Regions from separate parts of the Mus musculus genome. Here region 2 is linked to region 1. A link is a contact called in public promoter capture Hi-C data. All regions are on one chromosome and are shown on one strand. Each heading gives the region's core, a stretch centred on a gene start, on an enhancer-like site or on the middle of the called end of the contact. The rest is flanking DNA. Distances are from core to core; before and after follow the strand shown.

Region 1 (4,600 bases), core at 1,968-4,467:
TCCGCCCTTCGACTCTGTAGTTCCTTCCGGGTCTTAAAGGGAAAGGACCCCAGATCTTAGGAAGGAGGGAAAAGACTGGATGTTAAAGCCCTAAATGATTTTTAGCAATATTCGAGCCAGAAGTAAATCACAGTTTAAATCTGCTTCCTATCAGACATGGTGGTATCTATGAGGTCAGCACACTCAAGAAAGTGAGGCAGGAGGATCGTGAATTAGAGGCCAGTTAGGCTAAAACATAGTAAGACTTATTTCTTTAAAAATAAAAGACTTGGGGGCTGGAGACATGGCTCAGCGGTTAAGAGCACTGACTGCTCTTCCAGAGGTCCTGAGTTCAAATCCCAGCATCCACACGGTGGCTCACAACCACCTGTAATGGGACCTGATGCCCTCTTCTGGTGTGTCTGAAGACAGCTACCATGTACTCACATACCTAAAATAAATAAATAAATCTTTAAAAATAAAAGGCTAACAAGGCAAACGTGATACAAGTTGTTCTCTGACTGCCACACTGGTGTTGTGTGTATCCTCTACCCGACAAATAAATGTAAATGTGACTCAGGGTCTGTCTGTGCATATTCGGAGTGTGTATTCCCAGAGGAATACACAAGTATCTTCAATACTTGCTTCCCGAGGACCAGCTTTTATTGGTACTAGAATAGAACCATTACCACGCAACTGTATTCTGATCCTGAGCTGTCACATACTGCGCATATCTGGTGTTCCAGACACAAATGATTTTTTTTGTTTTTCTTTTTTCTTTTTTTATTTTTTTATTTTTAAGATTTATTTATTTATTATATGTAAGTACACTGTAGCTGTCCTCAGACACTCCAGAAGAGGGAGTCAGATCTCGTTATGGATGGTTGCGAGCCACCATGTGGTTGCTGGGATTTGAACTCTGGACCTTCGGAAGAGCAGTCGGTGCTCTAACCCACTGAGCCATCTCACCAGGCCCACAAATGATTTTTTTAATGTGCACTAAACACAGAGGTGTTTTGCCTCTGTGTGTGTGTGTGTGTGTGTGTGTGTGTGTGTGTGTGTGTGTGTGTGTTGGATCTGCTGGAACTGGAGTTACAGAGGGTTGTGAGCTGCCATGTGGTTGCTGGGAATTGAACCTGGGTCCTATGGAAGAGCTGCCAGTGCTCAGCCATCTCTCCAGCCCTGATTTTTTTTATTACAGTTTCTTTCTTTCTTTTTTTTTAATAAAAGGTTTTATTTATTTATAAGTACACTGTAGCTGTCTTCAGATCTCATTACAGATGGTTGTGAGCCACCATGTGGTTGCTGGGATTTGAACTCTGGACCTTGAGCAGTCAGTGCTCTTACCTGCTGAGCTATCGCACCAGCCCCCTACGTTTTGTTTCTTTACTGCGGTGTGCACATTACAGTGCACCTATGGAGGCCAGGATATAGCTTGCTGGAGTTGCTTTTCTCCTCCCACTATGTGGGTCCTGAGATCCAAGTCAGGTCTTCAGAGCGGGTAGCAAGATAAGCAATCTTTCTTGGTAGCAAAGGATTGTTTTGAGAAGTCCATAAGAAAATGATGGGCTGATCAAATATGGTGGCATACACTTATAATCCCAGCATGGGAGGCACAGGCAGGAGCCCAAGGTTACTTCTTTTGTTTATTTATTTTTGAGGCAGACCCTGTCTGGTCTGAAACTAGACATGTAAACCAGGCTGGCCTTGAATATAGAAATTTGATTGCTTTTCCTGGGATTAAAGGGGTTCACTACCACACCTGGCTCAAGGTCATTGGAACTTTCATAGAGTTTGAGGCCAGCATAGATTACATGAGAGAGACACACACATAGAGAGGCAGCTCATGCTGTATGTCTTGATAAGACATTGCTCCTAAAGATTCTGCTTAAACCATAGCCGGCATATGCACTCGAGTGTGTGTGCACACGCGCACACGCACACACGCACACACACACACCTCTTTCTATGAAACTGTTTAACTTTGAGCTGATACCAGTTTTTCATTTTTGTTTTGTATGTTATTTTTTTAACTTTTGAGACAGGGTCAGAGCTAGATAGTCTTGGCTGTCCTGGAACTCACTTTGTAGACCAAGCCAGGCTAGAACTACAGAGATCCATCTGCCTCTACTTCCCAGGCACTAGAACTAAAGGCATATATACCACCACTATTGCTAATGACTCTTTAGGATGAACTGTTTCAAAATAATTTATTTAAACCTCTCCATCTGGCATTTTAAAACACCTGGCTTCCTTTTCCCCAATGGACACACTTGTGCCCAGCCCCTCTCTGCTGCCCCCAGCTCTTTCCTCTGCAGAGCCTGTCTTCCAGTCGCTAGGTTAGATTAGAAGAAACCAAGTTTCCTTTGTGCATTTCAAGATATGGTTCCTCTGTGTAGCACTGGCTGTCCTGGAATTCGCTCGCTCAGAGATCCTCCTGCCTCTGCCGCCTGAGAGCTGGGATCAAAGGCGTGCCTTAGCGCACCGGGCTCCAAATATCCTTTTTAAGAAATCATGTCAGTACAAAAATCACCACCCTTAGGGAAATGGTCCTTAAGAGGGGATACATTTGAAACTTATCTATACAGATCTCAGTTGTTTTGTCTGTTTTGCCTTGTAAGTCCTTGAGTAAAAACATGCAGATTGGGCTGAAAACTTGTAGCTTTGTCCAGAACTAACTTAAGCTCTAAACAGTGATAACCTATCTTAACCACCCAGGCAATGCGCCTCTTTTCCAAGGGCCGTGCGTCCGGTCCATTCTCTCCCCCTTACCTGAAACCTCGGTGGGAAGCCTAAGCCTGCGGATGAGACAGCGACCGGGAAGCCAGGTCCCCTGAGAGTCCAGCCACCGGCGACCGGAGTACATGCGAAGCAGCCGCTGGGCTTGCGCCGCTCCCCTCACCGAGACGACGCAGCAGCAGGTGCGGGTCTGGGCTGCCGCAGAGCCCCGGGCGCGGACAGCGCGGGCATCGGAGGCCGGAGCCTGGGCGAGAACCGGATCCTCAGCGGCGGGGTCCGGGCCAGCCCGGGCCGCCTCGGGACTCGCCTGCGGAGGGCCCCTCTCGGGCCGGTGCCGGTAGTGGAAGCACAGGAAGCCTCCGCCGCGCTGTTCCCGGAACTGGCTAAAGTAGCTCCGTAACTGAGCCGAGCGTAACACGGCAGGGATCCCGCTCACCACCAGGTAAACCGGCGACTCTTCGTCCAGCTCCCTGGGCGACGCCATCTTGGCCTGTCACATGATTGCTTGGCGTCCACTCTCGCGAGAGCACCACGTCTCGGATGCTGGAGTTTGGTCAATGTGGCATCGGTGACCGTTTGGTACTTGAAGTTTCGTTTTAATTGCTCTTGGGCCGAATCTGTGTTTCCAGCTCCACAGAAGATGGAAAACTCGTGCGATGGGCTGGGCTGTAGCTCAGTGATAGCTGGTCCAGCGTGTGAGAGGCTCTAAGGAGGAACCAGTGTAGAGCACCGGGATGCTGAGCGGGAGGTGGCGGAGGTCTGATGCAAAACTGGACTCTACAGTACCAACCCAGCCGGGCGTGGTGCCTCACGCCTTTAAACCCGGCACTTGAGAGTTAGAGGCAAGCAGGTGTGCGTGAGTTCAAGACCAGCCTGGTCAACATAGTGACTGAGACGGGGCTATGTCGAGAGAGCCTTTCTCAGGGCGCGGGACGGGGGAGATGAAGAGATGCCCCGGCAATTAAGAGCTTTCGCTGCTCTTACAGAATACTTGGATTGGATTCCCAGCACCCACGTACGAGGGAACTCTCCCATACGTAACTCGTTTCATGAGATTGGACACCCTCTTCTGACCTCTAGAGGCACATACGTGTTGCACATACATACATGCAGGCAAAATTCTCATGCACATAAAATTATCTGTAACAAACCGGGCGGTGGTGGCTCACGCCTTTAATCCCAGCACTCAGGAGACAGAGGCAGGCGGATTTCTGAGTTCGAGGCCAGCCTGGTCTACAGAGTGAGTTCCAGGACAGCCAGGGCTACACAGAGAAGTCTCGAGGGAAAAAAAAATTTTTTTTGGTTTGGTTTGGTTTTTTTGTTTGTTTGTTTTAGATTTATTTATTTATTATATGTAAGTACACTGTAGCTGTCTTCAGACACACCAGAAGAGGGCATCAGATCTCATTACGGATGGTTGCAAAGCAGTTGTTGGGATTTGAACTCCCGACCTTCAGAAGAGCAGTTGGTACTCTTAACCGCTGAGCCATCTCTCCAGCCCTCAAAAAGATTTTTTTTTAAATGTACAAATACATGCATAGACATCGAAAACTATTCCCAGAGATCATAGGCGAAAACCATATTGCCAGCTTCGGACGACCTCCGTACAAGGCGTTGAGTCCCTCACAAACAAACAGTATAGCTCTTGTGATTGTGTGCAGTGTTCAGGAAGGCCAGAGGAGGGCGTTGGAGCCTCTGGATCCATTTTTTTTTTATAAAGATTTATTTATTTACTATATGTAAGTACACTGTAGCTGTCTTCAGACACTCCAGAAGAGGGCATCAGATCTCATTACGGGTGGTTGTGAGCCACCATGTGGTTGCTGGGATTTGAACTTTGGACCTTCGGAAGAGCAGTCGGGTGCTCTTACCCACTGAGCCA
Region 2 (4,216 bases), core at 1,181-3,680, 250 kb before region 1:
TCGAACTCAAAGCTATCCTTCTGCTTCTGCTTCTCAAGTGCTGGGATCGCAGGGCGAGACAGCAAGCTTGGTAAACATTCTCTTCTGATATGAACATTTCCACTGAGGCTTAAAGGCTTCATAGCTTTAATGAGTAACTGTCAGCGGGAACCTAGAGAGATGGCTCTGTTTACAAATAGATTTACAGCAGATTTAGGCACCTGGTTAACACAGTCCAAGATCTGAGAGGCACTGAAGCAGTTATCTGGAATTCTCTAATCTCAGATAAGTGCACAGTTCAGCTTGCCTGCCTCCTCCCCTCCTTCAGAAACACACACCTGCCCCTTTTACACCGAGACATTTCGTTTGTTTGTTTGTTTGTTTGTTTCTCTCTCTGTAGCCCAGGCTGGCCTCAAACTCAAGGACCCCCCTTTGCCTCCAGAGTGCTCAGAATAAAGGTGTGAGCCAACCAAACTTGATCTTATGCAATTTAAGTTTTGAAAGCGTTATTTTTACTGATGTGTATGTGGGACGCAGAGCGCCATACAGTGCCATCTATGGGATGATGCTCTCCCCAAACCATGGCTCTGGGCAGCTTGCCTGTCAAGTGATGCTGGAGTCCCTGAGATGACACTCCTCTCCCATCTGGTCCTCTCTGAAGTATGGGTGCCTGGGAGGGGACCACAACTTAACACATCATTTAGCACTAGAGCTAGATGCAGGAAATGGGTGAAGACTCAGTTTACTAATTTTGTAGTTGGGCCTAGGCCACAATCAGAGCAACTCTTTCATAAACTGAACCCTGCTGGCTTCTAAGCACTATTCCAGAAATGTGGTAGAACGCACTGGTGCAGGAGCATGGGGCAGGATTCTGCGTCAGCTAACTACAGTTCTTCTTCTTCTTCTTCTTCTTCCTTTTTTTTTTTTTTTTTTTTTTTTTGGTTTTTCGAGACAGGGTTTCTCTGTATAGCCCTGGCTGTCCTAGAACTCACTCTGTAGACCAGGCTGGCCTTGAACTTAGAAATCCACCTGCCTCTGCCTCCCGAGTGCTGGGATTAAAGGCGTGCGCCACCACTGCCTGTCCTAATTACAGTTCTATCTATAGTTAGTTTTATCTAACTACTCTATCCGTGCACCTGCAGTGACCAGGAATTTTCACACACACACACACACACACACACACACACACACACACACACACACACACACCTGTATGATGCTACGACTTACAGAAGGAGAAACAGGCTGCCCTGCCTGCCTTCTGACTGCCTTAGGGGCAGGCTGGGTGGTGGAATGCTCTGATAAGGTCATTCCTGTGATAAGAGTGAGTTCTTCCTCTCTTCCCTTTCATCCTCCCTAGGGGGAATTCAGGGGTAGAGTCTCTTTCTTCTTCTTCTTCCCCCACTCCCCTTCTTCCTCCACCTCCTTTTCTTTGAGTCACAGTTTCTTTATACTGTCCTGACTGCCCTGGAACTTGATATTTAGAGCAGGCTGGTCTCAAACTTACATAGACCCACCTGCCTCTGCCTCCTGAGTGCGGGAATTAAAGGTGTGCGCCACCTCTACCCTACACAGTGCCTCATTTTTGCTGAGCATACATGACCACTGAACTCTGCTTCCAGCTGATGTGATATAAATACTCATGTAGTTTGAATGCCAATGTTTATACCAAAGTTGAGTGTTTCCTGTGCCAACTGTGTGTGCTCGGATTCTCTAACTCTTACCACATGACTTCTTGGGTTTGTTTTTTTTTAAGATTTATTTATTATTATTATATCTAAGTACACTGTAGCTGTCTTCAGATGCACCAGAAGATGGCATCAGATCCCATTACAGATGGCTGTGAGCCATCATGTGGTTGCTGGGATTTGAACTCAGGACCTTTGGAAGAGCAGTCGGTGCTCTTAAATCTAAAAATAAAAATAAAGGAATAAATTTTTAGCACATTTTCAATCCCAGCACTCAGGAGGCAGAAACAGGTGTACTCCCTAACCAGGCCAGACTAGATTGGTCTACAGAGTGAGTTCCAGGACCAGGGCTACACAGAGAAACCCTGCTTTGAAAAAAATCAAAATAACAAAGCAAAGCAAAACAAACAACAGCTTGGTACATTGTTACCCAAGGGAAGGTAGGAAGAAAAACTTGGTGCTAAGGAAATCTAAAAGGAAGAAATAAGACACTGGCGGGACTCGAGGTTCAGACAGGATTTGACTGGAGGCAAACAGAGCACGGGAATGGAGCACACCTAAGAAAGTCAGCAGGGGAATGGAAAAGGATTCGGAGGCAGAGACAGAGCAGCATGTTCTGAGAACAACTCGTCTTGCCAAATTTGAATATGTACTAATGAGCAGTTCAAAATAGGGATTGGTGCAGCCAGATTATATAAGGTTTAAGAAGTCAGGCAGAGGAACTCAACCTGCCCGAGGTGGGAAAACAGGAAGTAAGTCAAGCCACTGAGCAGACTCCAAGTGGCAGCAGGGGCGGACTGTGCAGCATAATGGAGAGGGAAACCTGCCGCTTGCTTTTGGCTGAACTCTCCAGAGGGGAAAGGCCAGCCTCTGAGGGTCTGTGGAAGGCTGCCTGAGGTCTGGCTTCCCATGCGACACCAATGCCACCTTCCCCAGCCTCACACAAGTCCTCTGTGCCTCTTCCCACTGAAGTCAGCAAGAAGGTTCCCAGGGTGGCTGAGCATGGTTTAGAGCCACGCTTGCCTCTAAGCTAGGAACCCGTGTGAGACTCAGGAAACCCTGGCTCTTCTAAATCCTGAGCACAGTATTGGTCTGGAAATTCCCCATGGTTCAGGAAGCAGTGCAACCACACTGAACACTTTCTGAATGTGTTCTTCCCAATTCTTCTGGTAACCTGACTTGTAAACTACGATCCTTTAGGAAGCCACTGACGGACAGCACTGGCTAATGCTACATACCTGACGAGGTAAACCTCTCCTTATTTTTCTGAGAGCTGCAAGACAGGACATTTCAGAAGCCAACGCTGGAGCCAGAGAGCCAGGCTCCTGGGTGATTGAAGGCTTTCTGGTTTCAAATTAGACAGAAAACCAAATTAGCAAATTAATTGTTGGATATGTTTCCTGGGCTTTCCATCAGCTGCTGCAGGACCAGTAGCCAATGAAAGACCGGTTCTGGCTGCCCCAGAGAGGGGGCAGGGTTCAGAATCCGGTTCTGCCAGCCTCCAAGTGTCAGACATGTTAATTTTAAATTACTTTTGTACAGCCTGGTGTCAAAATGATTAAAGCATGAAGAAAAAAAAAACAGGAAGGAGAGCGAAGTGAGGTGGTTTACCTTGCTTCAGCAGCAGGGACCCTCAGAGCCCCATTTCAGGGGTTTCTTTCTCTAAGATAACCAGGACTAAGTTAATGCCGTTTTAGTGAACAGCTAAAATGGATGAAGGGAGGTGTGTGGTAGTCACTATTTCTGTAAAGCAGTCTACATCACAGACATGAACATGCTGTCATGCCCTATGAATCCACATTCTGATCAGAATACGCTAAGTATATTCTATATTTAAAATATCAAATAACGTCAAGATAGAACTTTGCTTGCCTAGCTAGCATTTAAAGGCATTGGGTTTTGATTTTTAAGTATTGGAGGAAAGAAATAGTGTATCAAATAATCCCCACACAACGATGGTATGCCATAATGGCTGCTATTGCTCCTACTTACAGATGGGAGAACTGGGGCTTCTTGAATCAGTAGACTTGGCTCTGAGCATGGCAGTACATGCCTGATCCTAGCATTTGGAAAGTGTGGGCAGGAGGGTCAAGAGTTCAGCTACATAGCAGGCTTGAGGCTAGAAGGGGCTACATGAAACCCTTTCTCATAAAGAGAGATGCAGAGATGGCTCAGCAGTCGAGAACACTTGCTGCTCTTTCTTTGTTTGTTTGTTTGGTTGGTTTTTTTGAGACAGGGTTTCTCTGTGTAGTCCTGGCTGTCCTGGAACTCACTCTGTAGATCAGGCTGACCTCGAACTCAGAAATCTGCCTGCCTCTGCCTCCCAAGTGCTGGGATTGAAGGCGTGCGCCACCACCGCCTGGGCCTTGCTGCTCTTTCAAAGCACAACATAGACCACAGCTTTCAGCTCCAGGAGATCCAGATCCGATGCTCTCTTAAGACCTTAAAGACTCAGCTGGGCGTGGCGTGGTGGCGCACGCCTTTAATCCCAGCACTCGGGAGGCAGAGGCAGGCGGATTTCTGAGTTCCAGGCCAACCTGGTCTACAGA

Evidence for each region. Promoter capture Hi-C pulls out the DNA fragments that hold promoters and counts their contacts.
Region 2: a contact with region 1 is called in a promoter capture Hi-C map of embryonic stem cells, with 6 times the contacts expected there. The contact joins the enhancer-like site here to the promoter of Gpatch3 in region 1. A contact is called at or near these places in 27 of 39 promoter capture datasets (the 3T3-L1 cell line, 3T3-L1-derived adipocytes, the C10 cell line and 17 more), 2 of 15 datasets of contacts at CTCF or cohesin (the NIH/3T3 cell line and large pre-B cells), 44 of 484 Hi-C or Micro-C datasets (the AML12 cell line, B cells, the C2C12 cell line and 32 more), 38 of 115 datasets of contacts at active chromatin or transcription factors (the 230-238 cell line, the HPC-7 cell line, the NIH/3T3 cell line and 23 more) and 4 of 9 other capture datasets (adipose tissue, liver, macrophages and 1 more).

The regions. Positions count from the first base shown.
Region 1 is chr4:133,573,362-133,577,961 of GRCm38.p6, reverse strand. It overlaps Gpatch3 (G patch domain containing 3), which reads right to left and starts at 3,217. Exons shown (of 7, transcript NM_172876.2): 1 at 2,752-3,217; 2 at 1-55. The coding sequence starts at 3,202.
Region 2 is chr4:133,819,270-133,823,485 of GRCm38.p6, reverse strand. Gm12974 (predicted gene 12974) reads right to left here. Exons shown (of 3, transcript NR_168140.1): 3 at 1,720-1,889. Among named protein-coding and RNA genes, the nearest start is that of Gm12974, 4.9 kb to the right of the region's middle. Within about 2 kb of position 2,430, at least 91 of the 459 cell types and tissues checked have an H3K27ac peak or open chromatin away from gene starts, as enhancers often do. A contact at or near this core is called in B cells, CD8 T cells, the CH12 cell line and 19 more, where this site is marked.